Linked DNA regions of Athene noctua: region 1 is linked to region 2. The links are chromatin contacts, called in public Hi-C maps. All regions are on one chromosome and are shown on one strand. The core of a region is the stretch at or near the end of the contact, and the rest is flanking DNA. Distances in the headings are between cores, read along the strand shown.

Region 1 (5,740 bases), core at 579-3,078, 390 kb before region 2:
TTTGCCACTTTACTGCTACTTAAACTAGTGTTAACTATTATTTATTTGTGTTCTGGAAGATTGTAGAAACACCAAAAGAAGGCTCAGGGCTATATGGATTCAAACTCACCAACACACACACACCCACAACCCCCCATAAAGATCCTGTGAAAGCGATACATGCTGTCTAAAAAGAATTTGATGTAGGTGTACACAAAGTAACAGCAGGAGACTAAGGATTTTTTTTTTTTTCTTCCATTTTTAAAATAGAGATATGACTGCTCAACTCCAGGTAGTCCAAAAAAAAAATCTAATAGCTGTGACACCTTGGTTAGGTTTATTTTTCAGAGTTGGTGGGTTACTGTTGGCAAATGGCAGGCATAAATAGATCAACAAAAGCCCCAAAGCAAACCTTTTGCTCGGATAGCTTGCTTGCTTGGAAAACCGTTTTAAGAGAGAGAAGGAAACCAGCTGTTTGACCAGTACAAGCAGCATTTCCACTAGAGGACTCTCCGAGTTAACTATCCCACGCCTTCATCTGAAGAACAGGCAAAGCCCCGGTCTCCTTCACGCAGGAGGTGGCTTTGCTTCAATCACAGCTGATTCACTATTTGAAAGCAAAAGATTAAAGTATCATTAGGGGAAAAAAAAAACCAACAACAAACCACAGCAACAACAAAACCACCTTTATAAAGTTCAGGGCATTAACCATTTCACAGACTTCCTCTCGTGAAATTGCGGTTCATTCAAGAACACTAACACAGCGTATTCCGCTGGTGTTCTGGCCCCCTCTGGCCCCTCAGAAGTCCATCGCTGATATTTTATTTCCTCCTTACTACCTTGGCCGCAGTTTCCACGCTTTAACACTTTGGAAGGAAGGCCCCGAAGGTTGGATGCTCCATTTACGCTCGTGGCAGATCACACTCCCGTGGAAGTGGAGCCTTCCCAGGAAGCAACGCCGACAGCTCCGGAGGCGGCAGCCGGGCTGCTGCGGGGGGTGCGGGCAGGGTATTTGTTTTGGGGTGGGCTTTTATTTTATTTTATTTTTTAAATAAAGAGAGCGATCACTGCGCCTGTGGAAGACCACGGCAAAGACCCCCTCCTCCTCCTCAGGACTCGCCGGGCAGCCGCCGCCTCTCCCGGGCTCCGCTCCGCCCCTCGCCTCAGCACCGCCCCGGCCCGGCCCTCAGGCGGCCCCGCGGTCCCTGTCGCCGGCCCGGCGCGGGTCGCCGCTCGCCGGGGAGTCCGGGGGATCCCGCCGCCGCCACCCAAGCTCCCTCACTCCTCCCGCCGAGGGCGAGCCCACCCCGGGAAGCCACAGGCCTGCGGCAGGCGGGACAACTCACAGCCTCTCCAGAGAGCTCCGAGGCGGGTAGAGGCACCAACCCCCCCCCAGCGCCGTGGCGGTGGCCCCCGCCTCTCCTCTCGGGCCTGGGGCCTCCTCCCGCCACGGCGCTGCCGCCTCCCGGGGCGCGGAGACGCTGCGCGGGCGCCGAAACTCCGCGGCGGGGCCGAGGCGAAGGGCGGGAGCGGCCCGGGGGGGGGGGGGGAGGGCCCGGCGCTGCCCCCCGCACCTGCCCCTCGGCCGCCGCCCGCCCGCGCCTGGCGCTGCCCGCTCCCATTGGCTGCAGGTGTACCCCTACCGCGTCCTCGCTCGTTTTTGATTGGCTGAGACTCCCCTTACTGCCCAGGTAACGGTTCCCGGCTTATGATTGGTCGCGGGTGGGCGGGATCCTTTTTAGGGATTGGTTCCAGGTGAGTCGGAGCTTGCGATTGGCTGGCAGGTAGTGTAGGAGGTGTGCTATTGGCTGCGGGCGCTAAGCTCCTCAGTCCGCCATGTTCGGCGCGGTGGCGCCGGCGCTGGCGGGAGCGGGGTGCTGAGGCGGGGCAGCGGCCGGGGGGGCCCCGCCCGAGGGGGCAGCGGAGCCTCTCGCCTCTCCTCATCGTTCTTCTCCGGGGTCCCGCCCGCAGGGAAGGTGGCGGGGAGCCGGGGCCCCTCCCTGAACTTCCTGGCGGGACTTTGAGCAACTTTCGGGCCGTGGAGGTGTAGCCGAGCACCGCGGGGACGCGTCCGGAGCCGCGGGCCCCGGGCGGGGAGCGCCGCCTGCTCTCGGTGGGTGCGCGGAGCAGGAGAGAAGCGGGACCCGTGGGCCTCCCTCGGCCGGAGCAGGTAGGAGGAAGGGGCAGTCCCGGAGGCGTTGGGCGGGGGGAGCCCGTTGTCCCGGCACGGAACGCGGCAGCCGCCTGGGAAGTGCCGGCGCCACCCAGACCCGAGCGACGGTGTCGCCTCCCGGCCGCTGTGTCCGTGTCTCCGGCGCTGAGGGGGGGTCCCTGGGGTCGGACAGGAGGGGTCTGCGTGTGCCTCCTGACCCCGCGGGAGGGGACGGGGCGGGAGGCCGAATTCTGGGGTCTCGCCCTGGGACCTCTGTCCCCGCTTCCCCAGCTGGAGCGGGGGGTTAGGGACCTGCCTCAGTGTTTACACCTTCATGGGAAGGTGGCGGTAATCTTGAGTAAACAAGGTGTTTGTCAGTCTCCAGTTGTAAAGGTAACTTAACTTGCCCTAGGAGTTCTTTGCTGCCTTTCTTGGGTAAACTTGTAACTAACGTGAATTGATAGTAGTCTTCCCTGTGTATAAAAACCTATTTTGAATTAAAATACTTCACTCTTTGGAAGAAAAGAGCCAGAAACAGTGTTGAAGAATAAATAAAGGTTTCTTTGCAGTACTTTTGGCCAAGAGGGAACTGTTGAATGTTTTATTAAGACACATCCTTAAGTGCTTGGGATATTTCTGTAAAACTGAACTACAGGTGTATTTTTTAACTGATCTCGTTTAATTTCTGTGCAGATCAATGGTCTTGTGTGTTTTCCTTGGGATTTCTTGCTGTTCTATGTAAAGCTATTTGTGTTTATAAAATTTGACACAACTTGTTTATTTAGTAGTGTGTGTGTATATTCATCTGTATTCTGGTTTTCTTTCTATGCAGCTGGATTCAAAATCATCCAGAGGAGAAACACATTTCACATGTGGAGCTGTTCACTTCAGAATTAAATGTTACCTGTCTTGAATGAACTTATTACTATATATTTATCATTTTATTCGGAGTGCTAAATACAGACCATGCCTAGCAGAATGGGCTCAAAAATTGGCTTGAACAAAGACTTCATCAGAGTAAAAGCACACTATAGTGGGTAAGTCAGCATGTTCTCTCCTTTATATTGTGTCCCATCTTAATTCTGAAGCCTACTGAGCAGGAGTTCGTAGTCTGACCTAGTGATAGAGTAACCAGGGCACTGGTGGATTTGCAATTAATGTCAGATCAGGTAGGTAAACTTCTGGGCTGTTGAAATACCGTCCAGACTCCTGCAGCATGCTGATTGTGGAAAAGGATTGGTAGTTTATTCTTCTCTTGAAAGGGGAGAGAATGTGCAGAACGGGCCTGCAGTTATTCTGGGTTGATGGGTTATCGATTCCTGTTTGGTTACAAGTGTTGGTGGTCACAGGCAAGTGTAGATCCATCTCTTGTATTACATAAAGAAATGGTAAATCTCACATAATGAACTCTACAAGTTGCTGCTGAAATCAGCAGGAGACTCTGAAGTACAGGTTTCCATTTACAGATGTCAGTTTGTGACTGTGCTTTTTGGGAGAAAACCTGTAATGATTAATAAGAATCCTTTTCTAGGGGGGATTTTTAGATACTATTTTATATTACAGCACTTATGTCTTGAAGTTAAAGGGGGTGTTTCTTTGTGGATAGATATTTTAAGTCTTGGTAAGTGGGTGCCATTGTTTTTGCCTTTTTTAATTTGTTTTATAGAAATTTTAGAAGGAATTATTTAGGTAAATATGAGAAGTGAGGGAATTTTGTTTACATTGCAAGTTACCAGTAAATTTAGATGAACCTGTGCAAGCTGTTTGAAGACTCGGTTTTAAGTGATTAAAAAAAAATAATAAATCAAACCCACAATATTTGTTTCCTGTTGTGAATAAATACTAAAAGTAAACTCTTGTATAGTTTGACATTTAATTTTTGATAGCTGACTTTCCCTGTTCTTTTCCCAGTAATTTGACTAATGCAGCTTGAAGGGCGATGGGATGGTAACAGAGCTGCTTCAGTTATCTTCATGATGCTTATTTTTGCAGCTCTGATTTAAGGCAATATAAAAAGTCATGGTCCTTTATGACATTCAGTCAGTTGTCAGTGGAGTCAGGAAGATCTTATTACTTCAGCGTGAAATTTGGTTTTTCAAATGTGTTTAATTGGTTTGCTGCTACTGTGAGGACGTTGTAAATGAATGTTGTTTTGGTCTCTCCTGTCTTTCTCCAAGGCATAAGTTTAAGTAAATCCTTAGACTTGATTTGAAGTATTTAGACTGAATTTACTGGCATTTGTTAAGTGACCTGAGTCATCTTTTCTGATGTTCTACTGCTAAGTAAGTAAATGTTGCTACTACTGTGGTTATTCTTATATTGTGGTGTAGAAGAATGCTGTTTTGAATTAAATGTCATGTAATTATTAAAGTCACTCCACCAAATCTTATTGAAAACAAAGTACTTTCTTGTTAAACTTGTCTACCAGGTCAATGCCAAGTAGTTTGAGGTCCTGAGTTTAGAATTCTAGAGCAATTGTATTAATTTGGTAAATGCCAGTAGTTTTCTCATAAATTAATATGAAAATGTATCTGGTTCTACTTGGCCTTCAATTTCTAGCTGTGCTACTGACTTCAATTCTTTCCTTATGCCTAGTCATTTGATTTTTGTGTCTTCAATTTGCCACCTGTAAATTGAATGTCTAGTAGAATCTGTTCATTTATCTACAGGTTAAGTTTTCATATGAAAATTTGCTTAGTAAAAACACAGATAAGCTTTTAGGGGTGAGAGTTCATGTCGAAACTTGTATCTTAACAAAATACAGAGATTTGCTACCTGAAATAAAATACATTTTACAAGAAATCCATGTATGAAGGTAAATGCTGTGGTTTATTGTTACTGCTGCTCGGTGGTTATTGAAATGTGTTCATGATAGTTAATGCAGATCAGTTGGGTTTTGTTGTTACTAAGCTGCACAACGGCTTTGTTTTGGTTATTTAATTGCATGTGAACGGCTTTATGAACTCTGAGTGAAAGATTTGTACCATATATTTGCCATTCGTAACAATTTTCTATTCTGTTGTCTAATCCTGTATCTCTGAATCATGTCAGGCATAGGCTTAAGTTGAAAAGAGCGCCTGAACTTCAAATGCTTGGGTGATGCACTCCTCTGAGGTGCACGGATACACATGCTTCTCTGAACCAGCAACAGGAGAGCTGCTTTAGCGCTCATTTATCATACATAGCTCTCTATATATTTATCATATATATCTGATATATCATTTCAAAATCTCAGTTAAAATTCTAAGTATGAGGAAGTTCTAAAACACGTGAACATTGAGTCTCTCTCTGTAGAGTCCTAGTATCTTAGGTATTCGTGTTTCTGGGTGTGACAGAGTTCCTAACATAACATAGTATAAATAACTGCGTAAGTAGGTTGCAAAAGAAGGTAAACTTGTGTACTTCTCACTGCATTACTCCAGTGACTTTAGTGTATCTGCTTTATACCTGGTTACTTGAAGTCACTTCAGACTAGAGCAGTGATGCAGTATCATTTGCTCCACGTTACCTTGGTTCTAAATGGTGGCACATTTAATCTGTCAGTGTGAAGGATTCTCTTGCTATAACTGCTCATACGTAGTTTACTGGTCAGTAGTTCTTCGAGCTACT
Region 2 (5,843 bases), core at 3,049-5,548:
AGATCCTGTCTTCAATGTCTCAAAAAGCTATTACACCACGCTTTTTGTTTAACAGTGTTTGGGTGATAATAAAACAAATGCACAGCAGCACCCGCACGTATTTTTATGTCATCTGTTTCTTTATCTAGCACGTATTTATTATCTTGTCCTACTGATTTTAATTCCCTATTTTCATGTGTCCATGGCATAATACATAAAGATTTTTAAACTGTATTCAATAATTATGTTCAGATAAATAGATTTAACTAGAAATTTTTCATGTATATTTAAAAGAAATCTAGGGGTGCTGATAGGTGAAAAAAACGCAAATAACAAAACCAAAAAGCCAAACTGAAAAGCCAAGATACCTGCTTACGTATATACCAATAGCAGGCTGAACTGCAGAACATGTAAGTGCTTTATGCTCTAACTACATAAGCAGTATTCAGTAGATTTTTGGTTGTGATTTCACGTCCATAGGAAAAACTGTCAGTTGGCTAGACACGTTGTAAAGTTACATGGAATAGCTACTGGATAGACAAAGGAATTGCTACTCCAAAGATCTCGCTACACAGTGGTTCTGCAAGCTCTGGCACCACCCAGGAACTTGACTTCAGTGCAAATACCTTAACATGGAGCGTGACAGGGAGACTAGATGGGTTACATTGAGTCAATTAAGAAATTATTTGCAAACCTGAGGAGCTGTACCTAAACTCTGTCTTAAAGACATGCAAGATCCCATCTGTTTTAGTCCTGCTAGACTGAAACTGAGTAAAAACCAGAATAGTATTACTTCAGCTTTCAGGAACCCTCAAATTCATTCCAACTCTTCCAAAGGCTGCAGCCAATCAATTAGCACACAGGCTGTTAAAGTACCAAATTCTCACATGATTTAAGTGTTACAAACCCAGTCAACCAAGCTCTACCATTTCTAGGACAAGTATGAGTCCTAGAATTCAGCTGTAACCTTTTTCATTTAAGCATGTTTTAAAATGTATTAAATTCCTAAATATGAAAAAGTGACTAGAATTAAGAGAGCTGGACATAAAAATTTTCCTAATTAACAATTCATTCTGTCTGAAAACTAATCAATTGTATAAAGGCAATGATTTTAAGGCAACAGCACCATTTCCCATGCTTTGTTACTAAACTATTTGTAGAACTGCGACAGTGCCAGTTGTTTTCTGAATCTTAACATCAGTACAGCCTCTTCTCTTGTAGATTATAGCCAGTAACGGCTTTTTTTCCATATTTTAATTTTTACTAAACGTTATTCCAAAATACTTATTCAAACATTACGTAGCATTTTGTAGCTCTTATTTTTAAAAGAAAAACTAATTTTCACAGATTAAGTCAACATAAGGCGAGAACAAGAGCTTAGTTTCCTGGCTCTCAGTAGACAAACGCCATCTTCGAAAAATCAAATTAAGTAATTGTATTTATGCAGCATAAATGCGTCTGTTCAGTCTTGACACGGTAAATTTTAAATAAAGCTTACTCAAAGTGTCTAACTTACCTTCTCTCATTTCGTAGAACTCTCCTTTGTATTTCCCACCATCTTTACATTGCAAGACTTTGCATCCATGGAATTTCCAAATAGGAACTGACTGGAATATGTGTTCCCTTAAACCAAACAGATAAGAAAATTAAACAGAAAAACCCAACAATCTATCAAAGTTGTTTTTTTTATGTATTTAAGGTTCACCAGTGACTTACAGAGCACAGACAGAATACATTCTAAAAGACTAGAAGTCTGTAATTAGTAACTACTGTTTTACAAATGCTGTCTAGAATAAAGTCTATAAACATGCTCATTCAGGCTTCATTTTAAAACTAATAATCCTTCTGGTTTTTAAAACTGAGTGAGGTGTTAAAGAGGAAAGATTCATAATATGTTCTTTTATGGTTAAGGAATGTATAAAGGTACTTGAATTTCACAGTCACCTTAACAGCTTTTTGATGGCATGTACTCATTAAAATCTTCCATGTCAAAGCTTGAAAAATCAGCTGCTTAGCACTAGGAGTACTGTACTGTGAATTTCCTGATGTATGTGTGGTTTTAGAGCAACAGATAACTATTTTTCTGTCAAGTATTTACCCGATTTATTTATATAATACACTGTATTCCTTGTGGTCACCCTTTATTTTCTGTCAGCCTTACTGCCTGTTGTGGTTAGGCAGGTGAAGAAGTCACCAACTCACCTGTACAGGAATAAACAGAAAGAGGAGAAATTATTTTCTGGAGCAATTTACTGGGACAGTGCTTTAATCAAAGAACTTCCTTCTGCTCAGGATACTACAGGAGAATGAATTCACTGAAATGTTCCCTTGGTGAATCAGGCATGAGATACCCCTCCCTAATGGATAGCTTATTCAAATTCTCTAACATCTTTGGCCTGATCTTGTGGAGCACTTCATATAAACACGAGTCTGCACATGTGTGCATCTTTGAAGGACTGAGACGTTATCACAAATTGATGATACGTGTTTCTGGTTTCTACCATTAAACACATTTGACTAGCTTTCTGAGACGACTAGAAGTTAACCCAGACTACACTGAGAGGCCAACAAGAAAACACAAAAACCGTACCTCTCCAATAAACATCATGGAAGTCTGATAAGTTGGGCTAAATCAGTTTGGCTGCTATATTCACGTTTCAGAATTTAAGGGGATAGAGATTTTTTTTTTTTTAAAAAGGCGTGTAATAGTTATTGGCTCACCTGTCAAGACCCAATATTGAAATCCATTCCCTATAATTTCTCCATTGACAAACCTGCCCTCAAAGTAACTTCCGTCTTTAAAGAACAGCTTGTCCTGATCTAGAAAATAAAACAATACTTCTAACCCCTTTTAACAGACAAATGTCCACTTCTGTTCTCAACTGCAGTCAAAAGTTGAAAGTCTCACATTTTTCTCCTTTATATGATTAAATTTATATCTATGCATTGTCAGCACCTTCACATGCTTTAGACTTCAAATTTACCATTTTAACACCCAAACACGGACTCCAACTGAAAGAATTTACGAAGTATTTACAAGGCAGAAATCGTAAAGCCTTGAAATTAAATTTTTCCCTCTTGGCTCTAACAGAACAGAATGGAGTAAGTTATTAAAACTCTTGAAGTCAAGAATCTGACTCCCACAGCAGTCTGTAAATTCTACAGCTATGCTAGTTTTACAGGTAGTAATTTACTGTACTTTGTAAAAAGGGAGGGATCTGTTACCTTCTTGTTCTGCCTTACAGCATGCAAAAGATTTAAAGACAACAAATGACCCTATTATGCCAAAAATAAATGAAAAAATATTGTTGCAAGCTCAATTAATTTATGCCCCTCAGGTCAGGACCCTGAGAACACCCAACAGGCCCTGATTCCTCTGACAAGACTCACTTGAGGCCTCCACACACACCCCTGCCCATCGTGTTTAAAGAAAAACAACTGAAATTACTTAAGCAACCCAGAAAGGCTAGACTGAACACTGAGTAACCAGTAAATCAAAAGTAAAAGCGTTCATTTTACTCAGGAATACTTATGTTATAATTTCAGTATAAACAACATTCAGGTGAAGATAAACATATTATTTTGCTTACTATTTATACTCACTTTACAATGTAAGGGGAACTCAGGTTCTTAAATATCTAACGGTCATTATAAGCGCTACAGGCTACAGCCAGAAGCTAAAGCGTTAGCGACTACGCGACCTTTGCATAAACCAACAGCGTAGAAAATAAAGCCAGCCCACGAGAGGAAAAGCGTTTGTATTTACGTTAGCTTACACCCAGAAGCGCGGGCTTAACAAGAGACCGGACTTGGCGGCCGTAAGGAGACTGGTCCTCGCCCCTCCAGGCTGAGGCGGCGCCGCGGCGGGGCCCGCCCGGGAACGGCTCCTTCCCGCCCGCGGAGAGGCGGGAAAATGAGAAAATGGCAGGAGCTCGCGCCCGGCCCTTCCCGCCCAACCCCTCAGGGACCGCCCGCGCGCGTAGGCGCAGGCACCGCCCACCGCAGCAGCCTCATTGGCTGCGCGGGAGCGAGGGGCGGGGCGCTCCCTGAGGGAAGCGGAACGGCCGCGCAGGGCGGCCCCGGGCCTCGCGGGCTGCGTCCCGCCCGCAGAGCGGGTTTGAGGACGCGCCTCGTCTGGCGGTAGCGCGGCGGCCACCGCCTGCAGCCGGGACCGCCACGGCAGCCGCCGCTCCCCAGCCTCACACGCACCACTTCCCGCCTTACCGCTCGGCGCCGCGGCACCTCCCACTTCCGCCCTCAGAGCCAATGGCGAGGCAGTACCGACACTTTATCCCGCCCCTTCCGCCCCGGGAGCGGAAGTTGAGTCGCCGCCAGTGCCGCCATATTGGGTTTGTGGAAGTAGGGGGGAGGGGGAGCGGAAGGAAGGACCCGGCTTGGGCGGCTGTGAGTAGCTGGTGCCCCGTGTCGGCGCCTCAGGGCCCGGCCGGGGCCGCGGGCGAGAGCGGGGGGACCTTGCGCCTCCGGGCTGGCGGGGCGGAGGTGGTGACAGCCCCCGGGCGAGCGAGGGGCTCCTCCGGGAGCGCGGGGGCTTCTCCGGCCTCGGCCTAGGCGCTCCTGTGGGCCGCGCTGCCGGTCGCTGCCCGCCGGCTCCGCGGCTGCTGCTGGGCGCGCTGGGCCGGCCTGCCTGGGCCTGCCGCAGGGCTTGCTTACCTCCCGCCAAGCCGCTGTCCGCCCTGGTGCTGGTCCCGGGCCCTCCTCGCCTTAGCGGGCCCCTCTCGGGCCTCTCGTTCTGGCTTCTGTGCCAGAACAGTGCCAAAAGCTTTGCGGTTTTCCAGAGTGTCTTGTATTGCTGTTGGCCCGCAGCGTTTCGCCTTAGGTAGCGCTCAGGGTACGTGAACTCCGCGTTTCCGGGTAAATGCAGGGAGCGCGGGTGCTGCCGTTCAGGCAGTTGGGAGTTTCTGACAGGCCGGGCTGCTGTTGTAACGGGTAAAGCGAAGCGGTGACTTTTTTAGGATAAAAACCCGTTTTGCGCAACCAACGGGTCATTTTCCTGCGGTTGTCCATTCACCCTGTTCTTAATAAATGGCATTGGTGTTGCTCTTCTGACGTTTTCTCTATGAATAAGGAAACTTGTGTGAGCAGTAATATGGTTTTGGTAGTTATAAGCTTCATTTCTATTTCAAATTTAAGAAAAATCTTTATCAATCAGAGTATTGTTTAAAAATTCTGTACTTCTCTGTATGTGATGATGTGAGTCATAACTTAAATGCCTTTACTGCCCCAGGTCTTGTCCTTTTTAAGAACTCAGCAGTGCAGTGGCATTTGTAATGATAGTACCATAACAATTGTGGTAGAAAACATAGTTGTTAAAAGTCATGCACTTGCCTAGTTTGTATTTTTCAGCAGAGAAAACCATTTTGATATGGTCTAGTTTTAGAAGCAGTCCATATTCCACTAGTAGCAACCTACTCAATTGTTTGTTATAGTAATCTTTGTATATCTTTCCGATAATTGGCTTTAGGGAAATGGCTGAAGGCTTATCATAACTCCTTATGTTGAACAGTAAAGTCTTATGTTACATTATGGAAGGGGGATTGCTGCTGTTTAGATTTAATTATTCCCTTAAACCAGTGAGGTCTGACTTCTGTTCTTAACTGTAAACTATCTTCAAAGAAGTGCCAAAGACTGCTTTTCTTGATAATCGTCTAAATACAGATATTCTTTCAGTAAAGTTTTAATGTGATAAGAAATATTAACTTCTAAACTGTGTCATGCGATACACTTCAGTCTATGCTACTTAAACTGAGCTGGTGAGAGTTTCACTAAGACAGTCTTAGCTGGTTGTATTTCTTGGTCTGCTATGGAAGAGCTGTACGTACAATTAAAAAAAATCACATGATCAC

What was found. Hi-C and Micro-C count contacts between places; a contact is called where the count stands out from the background.
Region 1: a contact with region 2 is called in a Hi-C map of heart, with 3 times the contacts expected there. The contact joins the promoter of PRKCZ here to the promoter of RER1 in region 2. A contact is called at or near these places in 2 of 2 Hi-C or Micro-C datasets (heart and liver).

What each region holds. Positions count from the first base shown.
Region 1 is chr22:2,339,746-2,345,485 of bAthNoc1.hap1.1, reverse strand. It overlaps PRKCZ (protein kinase C zeta), which reads left to right and starts at 1,828. Exons shown (of 19, transcript XM_074924605.1): 1 at 1,828-2,149; 2 at 2,964-3,168. The coding sequence starts at 3,098. It overlaps CFAP74 (cilia and flagella associated protein 74), which reads right to left and starts at 1,605. Exons shown (of 41, transcript XM_074925014.1): 1 at 1,326-1,605; 2 at 392-586.
Region 2 is chr22:1,949,864-1,955,706 of bAthNoc1.hap1.1, reverse strand. RER1 (retention in endoplasmic reticulum sorting receptor 1) reads left to right here and starts at 4,298. Exons shown (of 7, transcript XM_074924633.1): 1 at 4,298-4,383.